Regions from separate parts of the Mus musculus genome. Here region 1 is linked to region 2. The links are chromatin contacts, called in public HiChIP or PLAC-seq maps. All regions are on one chromosome and are shown on one strand. The core of a region is the stretch at or near the end of the contact, and the rest is flanking DNA. Distances in the headings are between cores, read along the strand shown. Region 1 has its middle 69 kb from the start of Zfp366. Region 2 holds the start of Zfp366 (zinc finger protein 366).

What was found. HiChIP or PLAC-seq counts read pairs in DNA pulled down with a chosen protein or histone mark.
Region 1: a contact with region 2 is called in an H3K27ac HiChIP or PLAC-seq map of heart atrium, with 15 read pairs. The contact joins the enhancer-like site here to the promoter of Zfp366 in region 2. A contact is called at or near these places in 5 of 39 promoter capture datasets (Sertoli cells, embryonic stem cells, hippocampal neurons and 1 more), 10 of 484 Hi-C or Micro-C datasets (the HL-1 cell line, the N1E-115 cell line, Th1 cells and 5 more), 3 of 115 datasets of contacts at active chromatin or transcription factors (embryonic stem cells, heart atrium and neural progenitor cells) and 3 of 9 other capture datasets (adipose tissue, liver and pancreatic islet).

The regions. Positions count from the first base shown.
Region 1 is chr13:99,250,420-99,257,470 of GRCm38.p6, reverse strand. No RefSeq gene overlaps it. Among named protein-coding and RNA genes, the nearest start is that of Zfp366, 69 kb to the right of the region's middle. Within about 2 kb of position 2,535, at least 9 of the 459 cell types and tissues checked have an H3K27ac peak or open chromatin away from gene starts, as enhancers often do. A contact at or near this core is called in adipose tissue and heart atrium, where this site is marked.
Region 2 is chr13:99,182,857-99,189,874 of GRCm38.p6, reverse strand. It overlaps Zfp366 (zinc finger protein 366), which reads right to left and starts at 5,052. Exons shown (of 5, transcript NM_001004149.1): 1 at 5,011-5,052.

The DNA of each region.
Region 1 (7,051 bases), core at 1,286-3,785, 70 kb before region 2:
GGACTTTCTCTCTGTCTCCCTTTCCCTCTCCCTCCCTCATCTCTGTCCCTTTAGAGAACCCTGTTTACTAGAGAGTTACAAAGTTTATCTTTAGGATGATACAATTTTCCTGGCAATGAATAGATGTGATAGCTATATGATATTGTGTGAATGTACTTAATGCCAGTAAAGTTTTCACTAGAAATGGTCAACAATACAGTCTGTGTAACTCAATACAAATCCATGGCAGTACCTGTGGTTATCGTAATTATACTCACAGTGTTGCGTCACTAAGCTGTCTCCTGATGGTACCCATTTTCCATAGCACAGAGCCAGGGGAAATGGACGGGCCAATTGTGCCTGGCACTTCGAGTACCTATCTTTCCCAACAGACTGGTGAGATGGAAGCCATTGAGCTCAGCATCTTCCTGTTGATCTGGACCTGGGGATAAGGTTTTGATGCCAATGTCTAGCTTCCAGTTTATGGCATAGTTTTTCCTTGTGGAACTGAGAGATGGAACCTACCTCTTGGCTCACTAGAATCATCTTCTATAATATTAAAATGAAGGATGAGAAGCAGAAGCCCGGCTTCATTCGTATAACCTCCCACTGTCTTACTGAGTTGCTAAAGATTTTGTTGAAAAAAAATATCTCTTATATTGTCCTAAGTCCCCTGGCCAGTTGCCAGATTTTGAATGATGTATCTGCAAAGTTTTTGCCTATCTTATTTGATGTTTGAGCAGTGCCAGTGTTTCTAGATTCCTCGTGCCTCTATTCTGGAACTTTTATGCACAGTTTGAATTCACCATGTTGAGGGGCTAAGGATGTATTGCTCAGTTGGGAGAGTGCTTGTGTAGCCCTGGATTTGATGCTAGCAGCACATCAACTGGGCATGGTAAAGCATGTCTGTAAGGTCAGCATTCGTTGGGTAGAGGCAGGAGGATCAGAAGTCTAAGGCCATCCTTGGCTGCATTCGAAAGTTCGAGACCCACCTGAGCTACGATAGATCCTGTCCCAGAAAGTTATCATAGTGGAAGGATGTATATTTTTGAGTGGCAGCATTTTGTGAGTTCCTCTTTGAGACTTCCGGGTAAGTTCATATTACCAATCTTACCATCTTCTGAAAATACCCCAGGGAGAATCAGAGTCAGTGGCTCTAAAACCTCATGGCCGGAGTAAAGCAAAACATTTGAGTACAGACCTGAGACCAAACGTACAGAGTTCCTGCAGCTACGTAGGAGATGACCAGTGCCAGGCACCCAAGCCCTTGACAGTCTAGGCAATTGTCTGTGTCTTCAGATCGGGGCTTAAGGTGTCTGCTAAGTGGCTTAGACTCTGTCATCTGTGGTCACTTCAGAGACATACGTCATTGCTTGATGAACGTTTATTGAACATCCTCTGGGAAGTGCCACTGCCACAAGCAGTTTTTAAAGTTCTGCCTAACCTTGTCTCCAGTTTTGCTTTTTCTTCCCATAAGAATTTTCTAGTTTTTAAAGTGTAAGGAAAGGCAATTGACTCATTCCTGTATGGATACCATCTTGCAAAGTGACAGCTAAGTGTTTTACATATTATTCTGACTTGAATAACCTGCCACTCTAAGTGCTGCCGTTTTCTCCGCTAGACTTGTTACAGGTTGGAAGGTAAGCTATCTGCACACCATAATAAGTACCACAGCGATTGTCTCTGCAAGTCTAGAATGATTAATTGGTTTTTACCTCATCTGTCCCTTCATTCCACAGAAAGTTGGAGATTGTTTTACTCTTACCACCTTCTAGAAGAAGAAACAAAGTCGTTTGCCAGCTTAATATGATGAATCGCTAACCTGGAAGCAATAGCTTTGTGATTCTTCCATATACCTCTTAATATACCCATCTATTTTCCTTATAAAGACCACTCATTTATTAAGATCCACTGTGTGAAGAGACTTACTACATAGGCCAAGCATCAGTTAAGAAGGATTCTACCTACAAATTCAGAACAGAGCCGCTCCCCCACCGTGCCTCTATCATTTGGTGGATAATTCAGCCAGTCTCTTACCCTGTCACCTGTCTTGCCTAGGGGCACTGTGAAGAGGAAACACTTCTGCTTGGAAGTGTTGTTTGAGCCAAGCTAAGAGGATGTTCTTGCATTTCTTTCATCAGGGAATGAAGATGGAGGGTGGAGGTGGGGAGGTGTTAGAGATGATAGACAAATGAGACCTTTGATTTGAGGTCATGGGCCCTACCCCTCCCCTGACACAGACATCCTATTTATCCCATGCTTCCCTGTGCAGATCACTTTGGTGGAGCATGACAATGCAGCAGACACACAAGGACTTTTCCCACATCATACTCCAAACACAGCCACTCTCCAGGGAACATAAGAGAAACTTTTGGGCTTCCACTTCCCCTCCATTTGTTTGAAGGATCAAGAGAACACAGCCCTCTTTCAACAAAAATTAAAAAAGGAAAATCATGAAAAGAGCCAGCCTCCTTTTTTCCTCTCCTTCCCCTTAATATATTGTTGCATCCAGGGAAGAGGAAGCTGTGAGCGCCACTGATACTGAGCCCCCAGGGAGCCCATAAGGGTCACACCCCAGCTACCACGGGGGCTTGTCTTCCTCCATTTGCAGCGGGGATTTGTAGTGCTGGGTGTGGAAGTTGCTTTTGGCTCTGCACTGATGTAAAACAAAGAAAACACACACACAAAAAGAAAAGAAAAAGAAATGTGTGTGATTGTGTATGTGATGTATGAGTGCGTATATGTGCAGTGTGTGTGTGTATGTGTGGTGTGTGTGCATGTGGTGTGTGGTATATGTATGTATGTGTATGTTGAGTGTATGCATGTGTGTGTGTGGTGTGGAGCATGTCTATATGAGAGAGAACTGGTGGGGGAGGGAGGGAGAGAGGAAGAGAGGGAGAGAGAGGGAGAGGGAGAGAGGGAGAGGGAGAAAGAGATAGAGAGATAGAGATAGAGAGAGAGAGAGAGATTCCAACAAAGCAGGTTGTGAGTGCACCTAGGTTCCATAGGGCAGAGAGTTCTTCAATGCAAGACTCTGGAGAAATATTTGATTAATCTTTAGCTATGTCCTGCTGGTCTCCACAGTCTGGCTCAGAACTGTGTGTTCCTTAAGGGTGGAGACAAATTCCTTCCACATGTTTTTGTTTTGGGTTTCTTCCTAAAGAAGGTGCCCAGGAACAATTGTCTCTGTGCCTTGTAACATAACAACACATGTTTATTCCCCATCTCACTAAGTAAGGTGTGCACTAGACCAAATTTTTTTTCATAGCTAGACTTTTAAGAGCTATTTTTTTAAATAAAAATATATTTGGGCCATGAGTTCTCTTTTAAGAATGAAAGTGTTTTTATGTACTTGTTGTATTGGCTGGATCAGAGGGAGCTTGGGGAGCCGGAGCGATAAAAGGGCTCTTCCTAGCATTACATAGTCTTAGTTCTTCCTAGCATTACATAGTCTTAGTTCTTCCTAGCATTACATAGTCTTAGTTCTTCCTAGCATTACATAGTCTTAGTTCTTCCTAGCATTACATAGTCTTAGAGTCTCAAACTCTGCTCTGACATCTCTTCCCACCACCTGTGCCTGTACAATTCTTGCCTGCTTCACTTTTCACCAACTGAAATCTAGACGAAAATAGAGAAACAGATAGACTTAATTCTGTACCATGCAGTACTTAGTAAGTGTGCCGCTCACCCACCAAGCAGAGAGCACGAGCACGCTGGGAGCCACAGACTCTAACTGATCCCTTTAGTCATTATGACAGGAAATGGACTTCACATCAAGGGGTGAGAAAAGTATGCATTTTAGTGTGTGTGTGTATGTGCGCATCCACACATGTGTATTTATATGTACACATGTGTGAAGGCTATTCATCATTAGGTGCTAGCTACCTCGTTTTTTTGAGACAGGGTTTTCTATTGGTCTGGCTTGGAGCTTACCAAGCTGCCTCATCTGGCTGGCCGTGGCCAGTGAGCACAGGGGATCCACTCCTCCCCTCCCCTCCCCTCCCCTCCTGCTCTGGAATTACAAGCACTACCACATCCAGATGGCTGTCCCAGCCCTGCCCCATGCATGGGCTCTGAACCATTAAACTTAAGTCTTCATGTTTGCAAGACAGGCGTTTTACCAACTGACACATCATCCCAGCCCACTTTTGGTTTTTGCTATTAAATTTTCCTTGAGTATAAGTCAAAGATCTCAGAGAGAGAGAGAGAGAGAGAGAGAGAGAGAGAGAGAGAGAGAGAGAGAGAGAGAGAGAATCAGATATCTATTTATGTAGCTCAGGCTGCCACTGAACTCTCTGCATCTTGCCCTAGTCTCATGAGTTCTGGGATTACAGATATGTGTAGTTGTACCCATCTTTAAATTCTTTGTTATCATGTTGTCCTAATAGTGAGTCACACAGGATATTAAAGCTGACTCTTGAGTATCTACCAGCATCCTTCTGGTTACCTTCCAAACCATCTCTTATGTGATAACTAAAATAAGTTTCAAAACTGTGAATATTATGTTCTTTGTTCCTTGACTTTTTATTTCACCCTCACACTGTATCACTATCCCAGTCCTCTGGCCATGACTTCCCTCTATCATGCTTTTTCATACTGCAGGACCTTTGCCCATGTGGTAAACACTACCTGGAAAGCCCTTCCTTGCTTATCCCCATGGCTGCCTTTCTGTCCTTCAGTTCTCAAGTTAAGTGTCATTTATTCAGAAGAGTAGTGGCTGCTTTAATACTGATTATCTATGATTTCATCACATGGCAGACACAGAACTGTAAGCCAAAGTAAACCCTCTTATCCTTAAGATGCTTGGTCACTGCAGTGGTTTAATAAGAATGGCCCTATATGCTCATGTATCTGAATGCTTTGTCACCAGGAAATGGCACTATTTGAAAGGATTAGAAGGATTAGGAGGTATGGATTTGTTGGGGGATGTATGTCGCTGGGGGTGGGTTCTGAGGTTTCAAAAGCCCATGCCAAGCCCAGAGTCTCTCTCTGTGCCTATGGATCAGGAGGTAGCTCTCAGCTACAGCTTCAGCAACTGCCTAAATGCTACCATGCTTCCCCCCCACCCATGATAAAAATGGACTAAACCTCTCAAACTATAAGCAAGCCCCCAGTGAAATGCTTTCTTTTGTAAAACTTGCCTTGGTTGTGGGGTCTCTTCACAGCAACACAAACAGAGATGAGAAAAGTAACTAAGTTAGAACATTTTTATCATGAAGTGGGGCTGTTGCTGGGAATATGTGGTTCTTTGAAGCTATCTGTAGAGGAATGTGTAAGAATGGGATAGAAAAGTCTCCCAATATTATCAGCGGAGATTTGCCATTGTGGTAGGACTTTGGACTATAAGTCTATTTGGAGAAATGCAGAAACTGGAGGCCCAGTTCATGAAGTTCCAGAGGGGTACAAAGACTCTATCCAGAACTGAGCTACAGGCTATTCTTGCTAACAATGCAATGGTATTCATTACCATCTGTCCAGGACAGCTATGAGGATGTATGTATGTGTGGAAATGAACAAAAGTAGGACAACCTTTGTTTCACACCCTAACACCTACCATGGGAGAGACATTCAGTGGCACAGCAGATCAAATGACCTTGCCAGTAGACATCAGCCTCTGACAATAGCTAATATGGTGCTGGAACAAAAAGGCACATTGCATGAAGCAGTCATGGGTACAGAGGTGGGGGGGGGGGACCTGCAGGGTTGGCATCCTGAATTGTAATGATCAGGGCCTAAGGAGTTGCTACCATTCCTGAATGGACCATCTGTGAAGAGTGATGCCAAGCTCCCCACATGAGCCCACTGCTTAAGAAGAACAACCAATCGTTGATGATTGGTTCATTCTTTATCCCAAAGAGACAGCAGGAACAGACCCAGATTCCTGCCTTAAGTTGTTCTTGCTACATGTAAGAACTTAGCCCATATTATTTTGCAAGTCGGTTATGGAGTATTTGTTCTGCTCACACACCATCACATCAAACCATGAGCTTGACTTTACACAGTAAATAAAATCAAGAGATGGGTCCACTGGCTGTATCACATGTATGATACCCACGACCGAATGTTCTCTGTAGTGCTTCTTAGAGGAAATAGTCTATGAGGACCAGGTACTATTCTTCAGTTTATTTGTGGGTCAAAAGCTTTTAAAGGTGTTACATACACAGTAGGAAGACTGAGTGTGTCCTGAGACGAGGTCTAGACTTTGAACCCTGACACATTGCAGGTAAAGGAGCTGGAATTTGCTTCACCTTCCTCTTTTAAGATTCCCTCTCGATAAAAAGCCTACCAGAACCTACCAGAGGAGGTCCATGGAGTTCTATAAAGTGAGATACAGAGAAGATGCCCCCAACCCTGGTTTTCCTCCAAGGAAGGACATGCAGCTGTTTGGAGAAAGCAGTTAGCAGTCAGTCCCCAGATGTGTACCCTGTAAGGTCAGTCCCAAGTACTGGGGTGTGCTCTTATCAGGGCAGCCCACCTCTGGTGCTGAGTGCGGGCTGAGAATAGCTGGAGTAATGGGGTAGGAGAGACCTAGATGTTCCTGACCAATCTGGTCCAACCCTGCTGGCTAGAAGGTCTTTGCCCCAGCTCGGTCTACCAGGACTAACTGGGGCTTAGTCTTAGAACCTTTCTCTTCTTGCTAGGTCTTTCATCTCTTCTTTTCACTTGTGTTACTCATAAATAAATGTCTTACTTACCAAGTCATCTTAGCATCTGCTTCCTGGAGAACAAACTTGCATCAGGCTTTGTGCTTTGAAGCAAGAAAAACCTTAGTACTATGTATTTTGGCAGCTTCCTTTCCAATTTTTCAAGTACTGGTAAATAAGTAACACAGTTCTTTCAACTTTTTTTTTATTTATTTAAATTAACAAAACACAGGCTACATGCCATTTTCAGGTAAACTGCCTGGAAACAGGAAGTAACATTTACAACCTGGCTTGCTAGATACTTGGAGCTTTAGTTTTTAACTGGCAAGCCCAAATTCTGTAGAAAGAGCAACATTTGGTGTAATGTCCAAATATTTGAAGGATTTTAAACGTTAGCTTGGTTACATTTTGTTTCAGCAAAGCAGAGA
Region 2 (7,018 bases), core at 3,803-6,302:
GCTGTTAATGGACAGTCCTATTGTCTTAGACAGGGTCACAGCTAACAGATGGTTTTGTAATGCTGAAACAGGGCCCTGCATCACCCCGTGTGCAGGAAGTGAACCCTCTACACTGGTGCTGCCTGGATTAGAACATGTAGCAGAATCATATGGAACAGTGATTTGGGGTTTAATGGATAGAAGAGACCAGCAGGTCTGGGATAGGGCCTGAGGTTTCATTTTCCTGACAGGTTTTTTAGGTGATGTCCTGCTGAAGATCTTTGGGTCACACTTGTGGTGTCCTGCCTGAAAGAGTGTGCCAATGTTTAAGGTCTGCCAGCTACAGATGCCCTTCCTGTCTTAGTGAGGAAGCTGAATCCAAGTGACATCATCTTGGGGGAAACTCTCAGGTAGAAGATGAAAGAGCAAGACCCCTGTCACCTACATCAGGATGCTCTGAGGCACGTGGAGCATTGAGCAGGTCCCAAACCTGGTCAGAACTCTGCCACACATATAATCTCTGGTTTCATCAGTCCCTGACTTGGTACCCACACACACAGAGAAGGAGGGCAACACAGGGCCATAATATATAAAAGAAAACAGGTGAGTAAACCAGAGTGGCCTTTGTGTGTGGCCCTGCGCCTAAGGAGACAGGATTCATCAACATAGACAGACAGAGCTTTGACGGGCCTTACTACAATAGTAGAAACCCTGGCGCTGTTGTCAAATATTATGAATATCACCCACAATCCCAACTTGCTGTCAAGCATTTGTATTTACCACTCTAAATTTACCAAATACATGTGAGGCCGGCACCAGCCAATTTTGCCTGTCTTAACAGGTTTTAATGAAGTGAAGTGCAGTCCACAAGGGTCTCCCACTTCTCTCCTGAGTTCGCCCCATAGTGTGCTGTGCTCTGTCAGCTGTGGTCCTCTTTTAATTTGCATGCAAAGCCTTGCCTTCGATATTCACAAGAGTGTTGCCTTCATTCCCTCAAGGCTGAATCCTGCCTCATAGCTCTTCAGCCAAGGGAAAACAAATACTCATTCTTTCTCTTGCCAAAAACAATTTGCTCACCCGTCATCTGCCCAGAAGACGAATGGAATATGAGATGCAGCCAATAGTCTCTCCGTGAATCTCTCTGATAAGTCTTTATCTCCCATGAGCAAATAGGTGGGTTACCTGCCAGTTTGACCCTTTAATACACTCTCGGCAGCCCCATACGTTACAGTAGAACAAACTCACAGGATGCCAGTCAGCTCGAGTGTAGAACTGCCAAGCCGGCAGTGTGGGACTGGCTCGACCTTCCCTTGGCCCAAAGCTTGACCTGTTTTTTGTCCTCCCTTAACTAATTAATTGCTTCATTTGGTGTCATATAAAGAGAGCTCACTCCACTGGACAGCCCATTCGTTTATAATTCATCTATTCAACAAATATTCTTTTTCATCATTGTATGCTATGTGCTATTCTAGGTCCTGATATGACAATAGACAAGCTGGTCCCTCTCTGTGGTTCTCACCTACTCTCATCATTGACTTTATCCAACCCTGTCATTCTCCACAGAGAGATCAGAGGTCCAAGCAAGTAAAGAAATCCGGTAAGGTATCGGTCAGGGAGTACAGAGCTGGATCAGAACACATATGGTCTGACTTCCAATCTGGCCTTTTTCTCCGCACCACCCCACATTGAAAGGCACTTTTTGCACAGTGGGGTGGGGTGCCCAGCTTGAATTTGTGCTTCTTAGGTTGGTGTCCGAATCAGTCTCCATTGTATCAGAGCCTTTACTCTAAAGCAAGGGTCTCAGGAGCTTGGGCTCTGGGTGGTAGAGTCCAGCTCTGGGTGGTGGAGTCCGGCTCGTTTGGTGTTGCCTGTTCTGTTTTTGGAACGTGGAGGGAAGTTTGGGAGCTAAATAAAAGTATCATTTTTATTTGATGAGCTAACAGACTTGCTGGTGGTGAAGTTGAGAGAGAGAGACAGAGAGAGAGAGAGAGAGAGAGAGAAACAACAGTTGGTTCACACACACCTCCTCCCCAACCCAGTGCACACATCCGTGGCTGACACCTTGCTACTGATGAATCTGGGGGTGAGAGCTCGATGCTGGATGGTTAGGAAGAGGGAACAGCACCTTATGTCACTTCCACTTGCTCTTCTCCCCCTGTAAGTTGTGGCATGGCCACCATCGTCTACAGTCCTGCACAGTCAGGGAAGAGGTCACGGCAGTGAAAACCATGAACATGGGGAAGTGGGTGGGAGGAAGTACCGATGTCCGTAGCATCTTTCAGCTCTCTTCCCACGTGCATCCCAGGACAGAAGTGTGGTCCTAAAGGAAGCCTTTCCCAACAGTGGAGGCTGGAGTGCCGCTGTCACTACATGCAGCTAAGGTCCACCGCACCTGTGCCTTCAAGACGGATGGACATGAGCATGTCCAACAATACCGGGCTTTTGTGTCATGTGATTTCAAGGCTCGGAATATGCGTATTCAGTGTGTGCCCGACTTGAAAATTATAAGGAATGATTTCTTCTGATAGATCGTTGGTATAGTATCAAGAATAAATACATGACAAAATTTTAGTCTATTTTCTCAATTTGTCAAAACCCAGGCCAACCACCTAAGTATTAATATATGAGTCTGAAAAAGATCTGACAGTGGCTGACTCCTGCGAGTTCCCTAGTATTGTGCTAGCTGCTTCCTAGCTGTGGTTTCACTTCATCCTCAGAATATATTGTATGAAAGCAGTTTTACATTTGGGAGACACAGACTTAGCTTAGAGACCCGATCCAAACCCCTGTCCCCATCAGTAAATGACAAATTTGAAACTCTAGCTCAGCTTGTTTCGCTGTGTCCCATCCGTTTTACACTCTTCTTGTTCTGACTTGAGTCATGCATGCTCACACAGCCCTGTGGGAGACAGAGCATGCATGATGTGATCTAAGCAATACTTAACCGAGCGTGGGGCAGAGACTGGTAGAAGAACATGTGCCTAGCACACATCCTAAGTTCAACTGTTAGCACCCTGCAAATGCAGATGACACGTTGGTAATTTAGCTGTTGGTACCATTTTGGCATAAAATTAATTAGTGAACTATTGTATGAGCAAGGCTCTGGATCATTCCAAACTGGAATTTCCCATGCTATCAAAAAGGAGCCCATGATGTCCCTAGAGAAGAATCACTCTGGAAATTTCCACAAATGTCAACTCGCTCTTTGGAGCTGAGGAAAAGATAGATTGTGTAGCAGTGGCCTAGGCTAATGTCAGTGAAGGATTTTTTTTTTCCTGAACCTCACCCCCACCCCCACAGTATCCAGCAGCCATCCTGGCAATGACCTCATGACTCTCAGCTCCTTAGTCTTGGCCCCCAGGAAGGACCACAGCAAACATAGTCTCCCCGCTTTTACCTGACTTATCCTTAGAGTGGCCCTGAAGCTGTTTGTCCCCCATCGCATCCATCGTGCATGGCATTAATAATATCAGGAGAAATGAAAGCGAAAGGAGTCAAGCAGGATTGTGTGCCACCCGGCATCTCTCCTGGGGTCGCAATTGGCCAGTACTAATACAAAATGCCCGAGAACATCCGTCCTGGACGCTGCTGCCCTGGGGATGCATGGGGATGTGGTGGCTGGGGCAGGTGAGGGAAGAGCCAGGCACCTCAGGCCACCAAGGTTACACTTGGTTGCATCCTTAAGGGGCAACTGCTAATCCTGTCTCTTCCATGTACATTGTATTATGGGGATTCTAGGGAAAGTCTCTTTTTAAAAAATAAATAACAAACCTACATTAATCATCCAGATCTACTAGACTGTCTCATCTTCATTAAGGTGACAGCTCAGTTTCAAATAAAGATTAATTACGCGATTGTGGTTAAAACATGATCTGGCCAAATTAATTTCAAAATGTCGAACTACTTTTACTATGCTGCTCATACCCTGAGGATTTCAACCCGTCTATACCATAGGAATGAATGGTTTGAGAAGCACGCATGGCCACTGCCTTCTACCCATCCAGCACCTCACTGGATTAAATTATTAATAGCAGCCGTGCCCCAGTCTTGGCTTGACCTTGCTAACCTATTTTTGACAACGTGATGCCGGCTCCCTCTTGGCTTGCCATAACAACTTCTTGGTAACATTACCCTCTCTGTCAAACGCAATGGAAGCAACTCGGACGTTTAACCGCTGCTGGCATAGTGTCTATATGAGCCTGACTACCTTGCCGTGTTCTATTTGGTGCTTTAGAACAGCAGGCTCTGGGTGACTGTTTTTCAATTGCATCTGTGGCTTAGCTTTTCATTCTTCCTGACACAAGCAATCAATCTAAATCCTCCAGTCCAGTCACACACTGATTTCCAAAACTGAAGTCAATGCCCTCGTATCCCTGCCTTCTTCTGTGTGGCGCATGACACTCCGAGTTGACAGTGGACAGTACATTTACATTTAACCCACATGGGGCACCTTTCTCCCAAATCTCCCACACACAGCACTATTCCAAAGAGGTATTCCCTCCCTTTCCCTCCTACTTCAGGGACAGAGCAACAGCCATGCATGAACAGTTCACTTTGGGGAGGTGAACTACAGAATGGAAACAAACAAACAAACAAAAATCAGAAGAAAGACACTTCAAGGCAGACAATAAATATACCAAAACTCCATGAGCAAATCACAATTCTCAACAGACACCCTGAGAGGGCTCTCAGAATGCAGTCCTGGGAGCAGTGACCCCTCCAGTGGGGCACACCACATGTCCCAATGGTTCCTAGTAAACTCAAGTTGCCTATGACAAAACAATTCAAATTTAACACAGCGACCTCCTCAGCCCCAACACAATTCCATTTCCACTCCTGGCAAGCCTCAGCTCTGCAAAGCATTAATATTCTCCTCTGCAACGAGGCATGAGCTTACACTCTAGGCCACCCATCAGTCACACCTTTTGATTAAAGAGCAGCCCAGGGAGGTGGTTTCTGTGGAAGATGCCCAGTCAGTCTCCATCACAGGGACATTGAAATGAAGGTAGAAAGGAGTACATGGTCACTTACCAGCTCCTGAGGGCTGAGAGGCAGCAGCCCCCACCGCTTTACCTGGTCTCTGGCTGTCTCTGTCTTTCCCTCTCTCTCTCTCCCTCTTTCTCTTGTGTACCGATTGCAGGGAACTTAAAGGACTCGCAGGGACAGTGTTTCAAGTGACTTAAGAAGGAGAACAGGAACAATACCCCGTTCTCTTTTTCTCAGATGAGTACCTTCGGGAAGAAGGAAGGAAGGGAGGGGAGAGGGCGGAAGTCAACAACCCTTCGCTTTCCTGAAAAAAAATAAGGAAACAGAAGATAGACATCTCATTTTCTCTTAAACAAAATGTTGGAAGGGGAGGGGGAAGAAAGAAAGAAAGAAAATCTTTACAAAAACGAATTCCCCAGATATACTCTCTGCCCTGGGAGCTTTCAGGACATGAAAACCCCTGAGTGGCTCTGTCCTGTCCAAACAAACGCAGGCTCTCCTGGTTGCAGCCTCTGGTGTCTGCCTTACAGAACTGACACAGCCCAAAAGGAACAAATCATGTCGTGTCAACTCTGACTCTCAGTGAGGGAAAGTCTGGGCTGCTGGGCTAACCAAGAGGGAACCTGCAGCCTTTACCAAAGGGCACAGTGCCTGGCCACCCAGGCCTTCTGACTTTTCCTAGCTGCTTTGAAACCCCAGCACTGCTCCAGTTCCTCGCCTGGCTCTAGGTTCTTCAAGTTCCTCACAGTCAAACAGCAGATTTATGCAGTGCTCACTGGGCTCTGTGTGCTGGGCCAAGTCCGGTTCCATCTTTGCTGATGGACGAAAAAGGAAAAGAAGCCACTTAGTGTGGCGTTGCCAGCCACAGTTAATTCCGACTGTTGTTTACACTGTCCTGTCCTTCTTGGATGTAGTCACCTCAGGAGCACTGGAGGGAGGGTGCTAATTTGTTTTGAGAATATTGTGAACCATCTGAGGTCCTAGATAAATCAATCTCTGTTTCTGAAAGAGGAGGGGGAAAGCCGAGTGGGAGCAGAAGAATTGGGGTGAGCATCCTTTACTGAAGATGGGGCTGGGGCTCAGTGGACAAGCCTGGGCTCTTTGTGGGACACATGCACTGACAGAGGGAGCTGGGACCCAGTGGGCAAGCCTGGGCTCTGTGAAGGATGACTGCAGTGACAGAGGGAGCTGGGACCCAGTGGGCAAGCCTGGGCTCTGTGAAGGATGACTGCAGTGGCAGAGGGAGCTAGGGCTCAGTGGGCAAGCCTGGGCTCTTTAGGGAGATACATGCACTGACAGAGGGAGCTGGAGCCCGGTGGGCAAGCCTGGGCTCTGTGAGTGATGGCTTCATTGACAGAGGGAGCTGGGCCCAAATCATCTAATTAGCTTTGTGAATCTTGTACCCTCCATTCATTCAGTTGAGACCATTGTCACCACAAACAGGAACCAGCAGTTGTGTGGTTCTTTGTGGTGGCACAAGAAACATTGGTCATAAGCTGCTTCCTTGATTTACTCGATATTGAAAAAAAAATGAGGTGGAGATTATAAACCTCATGGATTGCCTCAGGAAAGGTGGGTTCACAGAAAGTGAGGCTTAGTTCAGAGTCCACTCTATGTTTTAACTGGGCACTATGGTCTACAACATTGAATGTTTGTCCCACATTTTCTGAGTATATGTTCATTGTTGTCTGTCTGCCTGCGTGCTTGTCTGTCTGAACGTGTGCAAGACCAGAGAAGCCATGTAAGAAGGCTGCTCTGAATGTTTATAAGAACTGGGCAGGCTTCATTCTTGACATGCATCTGACTCTGGCATCGAGACTTCTGCCATGAGTGGCCCTGTCCCCATAGGCAAGAGCACCAACAGCCAGCAAAACCAGCTCTGCCCTTCAGCCAAACTCACACAAAGCAGTGCAAATCAAACAACTCATCTGCCCCTGGGTCCTGTCCTGTGCTCTTGCCCTCTGCTGGCCTTCCTCTGCATCCTGCCTCTGCAGGGAGGGGAACTGGAAAGCCAGGGAAGCCAGAGGACACCAGAGAAGGAAGGTGGCCAGAA